Regions from separate parts of the Sus scrofa genome. Here region 1 is linked to region 2. Evidence: chromatin contacts called from public HiChIP or PLAC-seq data. All regions are on one chromosome and are shown on one strand. The core of a region is the stretch at or near the end of the contact, and the rest is flanking DNA. Distances in the headings are between cores, read along the strand shown.

Region 1 (4,848 bases), core at 1,586-4,085, 200 kb after region 2:
GACTGATTTATTTCACTGGGCATGGTGCCCTTAAGGTTCATTCATGTTGTAGCAGGTGTCAGAATCTCAATCCTTTTCATAGCCAAATAATACTGCATGTGTGTGTAGAGCACATTTTATTTATCTATTCATTCATCTCTTGATGAACACTTGTGTTGCTTCCACATTTTAGCTGCCATGAATGATACTTATGTCAACATGGGTGTGCAAATGCCGGTTGGAGTCCCTGTTTTCAATTCCTGTGAGTATATATCAGGGAGTGGAATGGCTGGGTTTCATATTTAACTTTTTGAGAAACTGACAAATTATTTTCCATACTGGTTCCATCTTTTTTTTTTTTTTTTAATATTTCCATCAGCTGTGCACAAGGGTTTCAATTTCTCCATATCTTCACCAATACTTGTTTTCCATTTTTTTTTTTTTAGACACAATAGCCATTCTAATGGCTGCGATGTGGTATCTCGTGATTTTGATTTTTGTTTCACTGATGACTAATGATATTGAGCAAAGAGGGATGCCCTCCCCTATGTGAGTGGGCCTCATCTAATCCACTGAAAATCTGCTTCTTGTGCTTATTGGCCATTTAAAAAATATCTTCTTTGGGAGTTCCCATTGTGACTCAGCAGTAACAACCCTGAATAGTATCCATGAGGACACAGGTTTGATCCCTGGCCTGGCTTATCAGATTAAGGATCTGGCTTTGCTGTGAGCTTCAGGTAGGTCACAGATGCAGCTCAGATTCTGAATTCCTGTGGCTGTGGTGTGGGCTGGCAGCTTCGATTCCTAGCCTGGGAACTTCCATAAGCCACCGGTGTGGCCCTAAAAAGACCAAAACAAACAAACAAACAAACTTTTTTGGAGATTTGTCCATTCAATTCCATCCACCTTTTCCCTTATGTATTTATTTATTTTTGTCTTTTTGCCTTTTTCTAGGGCCGCTCCCACAGCATATGGAGGTTCCCAGGCTAGGGGTGTAATCAGAGCTGTAGCCACCGGCCACAGCCACAGCACACACAGGATCCGAGCTGTGTCTGCGACCTACACCACAGCAACACCTGATCCTTAACCCACTGAGCAAGGCCAGGGATTGAACCCGCAACCTCATGGTTTCTAGTTGGATTTGTTAACCACTGCGCCACTATGGGAACTCCTCCCTCTCTCTTTTAAATTTTTTTTTTAATTTTTAAATTTTTAAAAATTAAAGTAGAGTTATTTTACAATGTGCCAATTTCTGCTGTGCAGCAAAGTCCCCTCTCATTTTTGAATTGGGTGGTTTATTTTGTTGTTGAGTTATAGGAGTTTTGTTTTGTTTTTTATATTCTGGATGTTAAACCCTTATTGGATGTGTGACTAGCAAAAACTTTCTGTCCTTCTATGGGTTGTCTTTTCACTCTTGATAGTCTCCTCTGATGCACGAAAGAGTGCAGGTGTATTCTTCAAAGGAAAATTGCAGTGGTAGAAAAAACACCAGGGTAAATAACAAATACTGGCTACAACCATCTACCAAGTGACCCCACCTGGAGCTCTGGGAGCATTCTAGATGTCCCTTTTTCCTTCCTTCCTTTATTCACTCACTTAATCACTCATTCATTCACTTGCAGAACAGACTCAGAGTCTAGCTGGGGAGGCCACTGTGGACAGAGGGGATTGCCATGCTGGAGGCAAGAACTCCAGCCACGGGGAAAGGCCAGGGGACTGTGGGTGGGCACACACTTCCAGTCATACTGCGGATCAGACCTTAATGTCTTCAGAGTTACCCTTTTTTCTCTGCTCCTGTGGCCCTGCCTCTCGTTTCATCCTGTTAGTCTGGGTCCTCTGAGAAGCTAGCACAGGACGAGATGAAATATGGAAGGATTTCATTAGGGAAATCTCCTTTGGGAGAGAAAAACGGGGAGGGAGTGGCAGCCTGAAGGAGCCGTGAGACGGCGATGCACATCTGGCCCCAGGTGAAGAAGCAAGGGAAGGAGGGCTGGGTGGGAGGGTGGAGTGTACTGGTCAGTCTAAGGAAGGCATGGCAGGTGTTGAGGGTCCTCAAGGTGAAGTCAGCTGTCAGAGGAGTCCCGTGTCTCCCAGGCAAGGGCCTGCTTAGTATCCATCTGAGTCAAGGGCTGGGAGCCCCCTGTGGGAAGCATGGCCTTGGTGCAAACACAGAGCACGGCAGCCCTTGGTCAGTGACAGTCCCTTTAGCTGGAGCTCATGCTCATTCTCCCGGCCCCACAGGGCCACCAGAGTGACCTTTCTAAAATGCAATCTCACCACGCCACTCCTCCACCCAAACACCTTCCAGGGCTCCCCAGTGTCCTTGGGGTAAAATTTCAGCTCCTTATCCCAGCTCTCAAGGTCTTGCAGGGCAAGAAGGCCATTTACCCTGTGTGCCACCTTGCCCATTAATCCTTACTCCCACTTGGCCATGACCCCTACCCACCATGTGATAACTTCACTCCCTCCTGCCTTTGCCCACCCTGTGCTCTCTGTTTGCAAAGCCCAGCCCCCACGTCTAGCACTTTCCCTGGCTTCCCAGGCTCTGTCAGCGGCACCCTTATCCCCACCACTGATCCTGCCTGGGTCCTCTGGAACTGAGGAGCTGAGTCAGGAGAAGAACAACAGCTGCCACAATCTTATCCCTCAGCTCAAGCTGGACAGCATGGCCTGGAAACACTCTCACACCCGCGTCCTCCCTCTTCTGTGGTCAGAGCAGAAACCCAGTCCACGGTGTCCAGGGCAACCAGGGACAGACACCCCCTCATCCAAGCCCTTCTCCCTCGCCCCACTTTGCAACCCTGCCTTCTTGGACTCAGGATCCAATGCTTTATTTTTAGGCCACTTTTTGGACTGGAGTTCCGGGAATCTGCCTGATGCCTGAGGTGTAACCAGACCCTGCAGACCAAGGCCTTGAGCTGCAGCCGGGTGGGGAAGCAGCGAGGGGTTCCCAGGGCAGCGCTGGGGGCCAGGGCCCCAGGGAGGCAGTGCACCAGGCCAGGTGGGCCCTGGGCCCTTCACTGAGATCTGGGGCAGTGAGGCTGGGCTTCCTCTTCCAGGGCACAAGGGGCTCCAAACACCTGAACCACCTGAGCCCCACCTTTGACCGCCAGGCCCAGAAAGGCCAAGGCTACCAGCAGCAGATTGAACCCAGGTCCTCACAAGGCAGTCAGGCTGCCAAAAACTGGAAAGAAAAATGATTGTGGCCTCCTGCCCTGGCTTGCTTTCCCATCCTGTGGGTACCCCAGCTCAGCTCCTGTCCCCTGGCTTAACACTGTGGAGACCCTACCCCTGCCCATAGCACAGGGCCTGCAGGTCAGATCCAGTTTTGTCTGACGACAGATAATTTGACGTATTTCTTAAAATTATGGTAAAATACATGTAACACAAAATTTACCATCTTAACTGTGTTTAGGTGTAACATTCAGTGGCCTTAAGCATATTCACAAGGTTGTATAACCATCACCACGATCCATCTCCAGAAACTTTCATCTTCCCAAACCAAAGCTCTGTCCCCATTAAAACTAACTCCCCTCCCCTCCCCCCACCCCTGGCACCCCCCCCCCCCCAATGCTACTTTGTGTTTCTGTGACTTTGACTATCCTAGGGACCTCATAAAAATGGAATCATCCAGTATTTTGTCCTTTTTGTGTCTGGCCTATTTCACTGAACACAATGTCCTCAGGGTGCATCCATGTTGTCACACATGTGTAGGATTTTGTTCTTTTTTAAGGCTGGATAATATTTCGTTGTGTGTGCAGATCACATTTTGTTTCTCCAGTCATCCCCTTATGCATCTTGGGTTGCTTCCACATTTTGGCTACTGTCAGTCCTGCTCTTATGAACATGGGTGTGCATATATTTTTTTCAACCCCTGCTTGTAATTCTTTGGGGTATATATCCAGAAGTAGACTTCCTGGATCATAAAGTAACTCTGTTTTAAATTTTTTGAGGAAGCACTCTATGGTTTTCCATAGCAGAATTTGAAATGTAAAAACTCCAGCTGTTGGAGTTCCCATTGTGGCTCAGTGGAAATGAATCTGACTAGTATGTGAGGACACAGGTTCAATCCCTGGCCTCACTCAGTGGGTTAAGGATCCAGTATTGCCGTGAGCTGTGGTGTAGGTCGCAGACGAGGCTCAGATTCTGAGTTGCTGTGGCTGTGGCTGTGACTGGCAGCTGTAGCTCTGAATGGACCCCTAACTTGGGAACCTCCATATGCAGCCCTGAATCATGGTTGGTAAAGGATTGCCTATATCCTTAGGGGTACTAACATTAATCAATGCTTGACCAGACAGTGATGATAATAAGACACTGGAGAACTGACAGGTTGCTAAGGAGAAAAAAGAAAGAAAATTGATGGAGGATTAAATGAAACTTACCTGATATGGGGTAAAAGAAAAAAAAAATTAGCTGCTAATGTTAAAAAAAAAAATCTGGGTTTCCTGCTTCTGCTGAGAAATTGGAGATCCGGCTCCTCTCAGAGACACCAGCGCCCACTGGCAGGGCCCCCTCTTTAGAGGTCTGGGTCCTGGCTTTGTAAGGCCCTCTCCCAAGCTTGTGGTTCTAACCTCTCCCTTTGTTCCCCTGGCCCGAGGTGGTGACCCTCCCCCAGTCAGACTCTGTGATACCTCTGTGCCTTTTCAGTCTCCTGTGCCTGCTTAACAGCTCCCCTAACTGCAATAGATCTCTGTAAAAACCCTGTTATGGTTCTGCTCTCCTGGCTGGTACCACTCAGCTGGTGCCACACTGGGCCGCAGCTGCCCCCGGGGGTTAGGCATGGGCACCCTTGGCCCCCTTTCTCCCCTGCTCCCCATTTTTCTACACTGACTCTTTCTACCCGAAGGGTCAATCAAGTACCTCCTACTT
Region 2 (4,990 bases), core at 495-2,994:
CCATTTGGGACGTCTTCCCTGTGTCATCCCATAGAGGCCTCAAGGCCATTGTCTGAGCACTTCTTTTCACATCGAGGTTCCACATTGTCCAGATATTGTGTCACTAATGTTTATTGACATTAGTTAATGTTTATTGGCATTAGTGTCACAGGTTTATTGAGATAGTGCACATGCTGTACCATTTCCTCATTTAAAGTGTGCAGGTTAATGGGCTTTAGCGTTTCTGTGGAGTTGCACCAGCTTTTCATAAGCTGTGATGTGTGTCTCAAGTCATGTAGCGACTGCTGACTAGTACACAGATTCTAAGTGTGTCCCTTTGCAGGATTACCAGCGTGTGTTCTCTTAATGCAACACCTGCATCCTCAAAAGTTGGCTGCATGTGACTTTCTAAATGTGGCTCATATTTTCCCTCTTTTTTTGGTGTTCCTCTGTCCTGTAATCACATCGAGTGCAGCACCCCCTCGGTGCTCATGTTTATACTGTGGACAGTGAATTTGATGATGGTGACACCACACTCGAGTCCTTGGCCTTGCCCTTCCCTGGGAGGGGCCCTGCCCACCTGGGCAGCTCCTGCAGCCTCGCGTGCAGATCTGGGTAAATCTGTGGGTGCTTGTTCAGCACATCCACGCTGGTCACTTCATAAATGTGTTTGCAGAGAAGCCATTGCGTCTCTGTTCCCTTCATCTCCTGGCCTCTGCTTCCTTCCTTGTAACGAGGCCAGTGGTACAAAAAACAGGATTTCACAGCAGGAAAGGATCTTTGGAATTATTTACTTCATCTTCTCATGTCACAAATGAGACAACGTTGTCTGTCGTCAAATACAGTAGCCACTAGCCGCATGTGACTGTTTAAAATTGAACAAAATTAAAAATTATTTTCTTGATTGTGCTAGCTACATTTCAGACACTCAGCAGGCACATGTGTGGTTAGCAACTGCTCTATTGGACAGTGCTGTATTACCCATTCTCTAGGTCCTTGACCTCTCCGAGCCTCTCATTTCTTCTTTATAAAGGGAGGGTTATGTAAGACCTCATCCGTAGGATGTTCCGGAATTAAATAATGCACGTGATGGGTTCAGCACCACTCCTGGTATATCGTAAATGCTCAGTAAGTGTTAGGGCCTGCTCTTCTCATCATTATCATCAAGTTACTTGTAAAAGCTATTTAGGGGCTGGTTGGAATCCTTTCTTTTCCAATCGATATTTAGCAAAAATATTCACCGAGTACTTACTTTGTGCCAGGTTCTGGGCTAAGTGCTAACAGCAGAGAGGTGAATACAGTATGGCTCTGGCCCTGTAGATGGCCCAGCGCTAGTTCAGTGTAGTGTGTACACTGGGCCAGCGTGGCACCTCTTGTATACTTGTACCTAGTGCCTGATATCTACCAGGCCTTTGGTAATTATTTGTTAAATGCATGTGTACAAGGTAGGTATAGAATTTGACCGGAAACTGATGGGATCCAAGGGGACACGAGCTAGCTGGAAAGATTTAACAGCTTCGGTGACTCCTACACCTGTTAAAGAATAAGTAAGAGATTGCCAGATGGACACGGGAACAGCCAGCCCTCTCATGCGGTTCAGCCCTGGATGCAGCAGCTTAGGAGGTGAGGTGGGATTGAGGAGGATGTGTCTGCGAGTAGGGGTCTAAACTGGTCCTGGCAGCTCGGGGCACTGCAGGTGTCTGTGTGAGGGCGGGGCAGGACCAGAGCCGGCATCAGTGTGAGTGCAGGCAGGAGAGCTGGCCAACCTCTCTGCTATGGGGAGGCAGCAGTAAGAGGAGAGGGAGGAGTAGGTGTCAGCAGCTAGGGGTTCAGCCTCCTGGCTCCAGGAGGGTGACCAGTTGATGCTTTTTACTGACAAAAAAAAAGTGTTGCTGTCTTGCCCCCTCTTCCCAAACACCCCCAAAGAAATGCTGGAGTAACAGGAGATAGATGAGGTTGCTGTCATGCTTAGAAGCCAGTTGGTTCTTGAGACTCTTCCAGGAATGTGTTGCAGAAGCGTCCATGGAGCATGTAGCTAAACCCAGCTCTGCTTCCCCACCCCGTTTTGGCAGCTTCCCTCGGATGAATCACCATGTTTGGTGGCACCACCTGTTCAGTGTAATGTGTTTCTATAAAATGTCCATCAGGAGCTCAGGCAGACCTGCCGTGGGGGTTCAAAGCAGTTCTTAGGTGTTGAGAATGGTAATGCCAAGCTGACTTAGAGGTCTGTCTCTGAGAGCTGCTTCTCTTTACACTGCTTTGGGCCCTGACCAGATTTTGTGATAAGACATTAAAACCGTCATTTCACTCATCTTATTAGGACTATCAAAGTAAAAACAGCCTCCACAGACCTCCCCTGTCACTGATGACTTAACTCTAAATGAGACCATATGGTTATAAATCTCATCTTCCGCCCTCTCTTTTTTTTTTTTTTTTTTTTTTTTTTTTTTTGTCTTTGCTAGGGCCACTTCCGCAGCATATGGAGGTTCCCAGGCTACAGGTCTAATTGGAGTTGAAGCCGCCAGCCTACACCACAGCCACAGCAACACAGGATCCAAGCCTCGTCTGCAACCTACACCATAGCTCACAGCAACGCCGAGTCCTTAACCCACTGAGCAAGGCCAGGGATCGGACCCTCCACCTCATGCTTCCTAGTCAGATTCGTTAACCATTGAGCCACGACAGGAACTCCCTGCCCTGTCTTTTAAAGAGAAAGGAAACCAGTTGCATGGAGAAAAACCATTTAGTCACTGCCTATTATGGACCAATTGCACTCGATCCTCTTCTGGTGAAACATGGATCCTAAACCCCTTCCAGGAGCAGAGCATACAGCGGGGGCCTGTTTGCTGGTGTCCCCGTTCTTGGCATCGTCTTGTGTTTATCAGAAAGTTATTTTTATTTCCATGTAGGTGTGATTTTACTCAGCTAGGACCATTTCTCCTGCTTCCCCGAGTGAGTGAAACATGGTGCCACATAATGAAGTTAACAGAAAGATGGGATTTACTTGGTAGGAAATCCCTTTCCAGCAGTGGTGACCAAGAAACTCATGTGCTTACACAAGCCAAATGTGCACTGCCCACTCTCCACAAATTCTACGTAGTTCTTTCTATAATTTTTTTTTCCTCAGCTTAATATGGTTATTTTATGAAGGAAAATCCAGTGAGCAAAGGTTGTTGTTAGACCGTTTTGTTACATCATTTTTCAGTTTAGCTATGTGGTTAATGCATGGAAAATTTCATACAAATGTTTTTTACTGATTCTAAACCATCTTGTGACATTCCCATTTTAATCCTTGAAATTTGAATGAATCATGTATGTTTTAAAATATGTGACCATCGGATGGTGATAAGGACATTAATTTGTATTTAAGGCAAAGAGAAATCAGTATGTTAAATAACTTCTGAAGAAAGTGGGGCAGTTTCTGATGAGCATTTTCTGCTTGTCTTGTTTTAGGCCTTCTTCCTGGTCTATGCTCTGGGATGTCTGAGTATTTACTATGAGAAGGTAAGAGAATTTATTTATACACAATCCACGTAGAAATCTCCCTGATGTTAAAAGTGGGTTGTAGTAATTTCCATATTGCTTTAATACAAATGTGTCTATTTTCAGTGGATAAAATCAGATTGAATTTTTTCTCTAAATCTAGGCTTTGAGTCCTGAATTGGGACTGTTCAGGCAAAAGCCAGTTTTGACCCTTTTAGACTAAATACCATTCCCAGAGACTAGGAGGAGAGCAGTATCTTACATAGCGTTCAAGAAACCTGTGTCACAGTCGTACCAGACACAAACCACAGGAACGAAAACTGCTCATGTTTAACGCCTGCTTCAGGAAGGGCTGTGAGTTGGGTACTTCACTTGCAGTACCCAAGGCATATGGAGGTTCCCAGGCTAGGGGTCCAATCACAGCTGCAGCTGCTGGCCTACACCACAGCCACAGCAACGCCAGATCTGAGCCATGTCCACAGCTTACACCACAGCTCATGGCAACACCAGATCCTTAACCCACTGATCAAGGCCGGGGGTGGAACCCACATCCTCATGAATACTAGTTGGATTTGTTACCACTGAGCCATCATGGGAACTCCCTACCTGCAGTACTTCTGATCCTTATCTCCATCTCTAAGAGTTATAGCTGAGGTCACTGAGGCTCGGGAAATAAGCAGGTCACACAGCTGGTCTGGATAGAGTTTGGGTTTGAACCTGGTTGGAGGCAGCTCCAGTGCCCGTGGTTTTGTGCTATAACTGCTGCCCTGAGAAGAACGTTAGTCCCATCATAGGTCTGTGCCAGGCCTCCCTCTGATAGAAGGATTAGGGATGGTGGCGCAGGGTGAGGGAGTGATGGGGGCTTCAGCTCACTCTACTCTGCTTTCTGAACTTTGGCCCATTGGACCACGTGAACATGTTACCTAATCAAAATAATTCACATTAAAATTAAGAGGAAAAAGGTAAGCAGAACTAGTACCCATGAAGATGCGGGTTCGATCCCTGGCCTTGTTCAATGGGTCAGGGATCCAGTGTTGCCATGAGCTACAGTGTAGGTTGCAGACTCGGCTCGGATCCCATATGGCTGTGGCCATGTTATAGGCCGGCAGCTACGGCTCTGATTAGACCCCTAGCCTGGGAACTTCCATATGCCGCAGGTGTGGCCCTAAAAAGCCAAGAAAAAAACAAAGAAAGTAATTGTAGTCTGTTCTTCAGAGTACATCTTTTTATCATTCCTCAGATTCTAACTATATACAACTTCTTCACATATTTGGAAACAGGTGTCTGACTGATGGGTGACTCATTTTTCCAGATGGTGGCCTCTGTAGCCCACCCTGCCCCCTCCCCTGGGCCTCAGCTGACATTTGTCAGAGCATCACAGCTGTTCCTCGGCCTTGGAAACTCAGGGGCTGCCCAAAGTGGAAGTTCAGTCTTCTCTACAAGACTGTTCCTTGTCTGGGGGCAGCAGGATGGGGGTGGGGTGTGGATTTGAACATCACACACACAGAATTTCCACCTTAGGAACAAC

The links. HiChIP or PLAC-seq counts read pairs in DNA pulled down with a chosen protein or histone mark.
Region 1: a contact with region 2 is called in an H3K27ac HiChIP or PLAC-seq map of skeletal muscle. The contact joins two enhancer-like sites. A contact is called at or near these places in 1 of 47 Hi-C or Micro-C datasets (subcutaneous adipose tissue) and 1 of 2 datasets of contacts at active chromatin or transcription factors (skeletal muscle).

The regions. Positions count from the first base shown.
Region 1 is chr13:68,698,561-68,703,408 of Sscrofa11.1, forward strand. No RefSeq gene overlaps it. Among named protein-coding and RNA genes, the nearest start is that of TMEM40, 36 kb to the right of the region's middle. Within about 2 kb of position 2,836, at least 2 of the 83 cell types and tissues checked have an H3K27ac peak or open chromatin away from gene starts, as enhancers often do. A contact at or near this core is called in skeletal muscle, where this site is marked.
Region 2 is chr13:68,503,582-68,508,571 of Sscrofa11.1, forward strand. TSEN2 (tRNA-splicing endonuclease subunit Sen2) reads left to right here. Exons shown (of 13, transcript XM_003132372.6): 8 at 3,433-3,483. Among named protein-coding and RNA genes, the nearest start is that of TSEN2, 25 kb to the left of the region's middle. Within about 2 kb of position 1,745, at least 3 of the 83 cell types and tissues checked have an H3K27ac peak or open chromatin away from gene starts, as enhancers often do. A contact at or near this core is called in skeletal muscle, where this site is marked.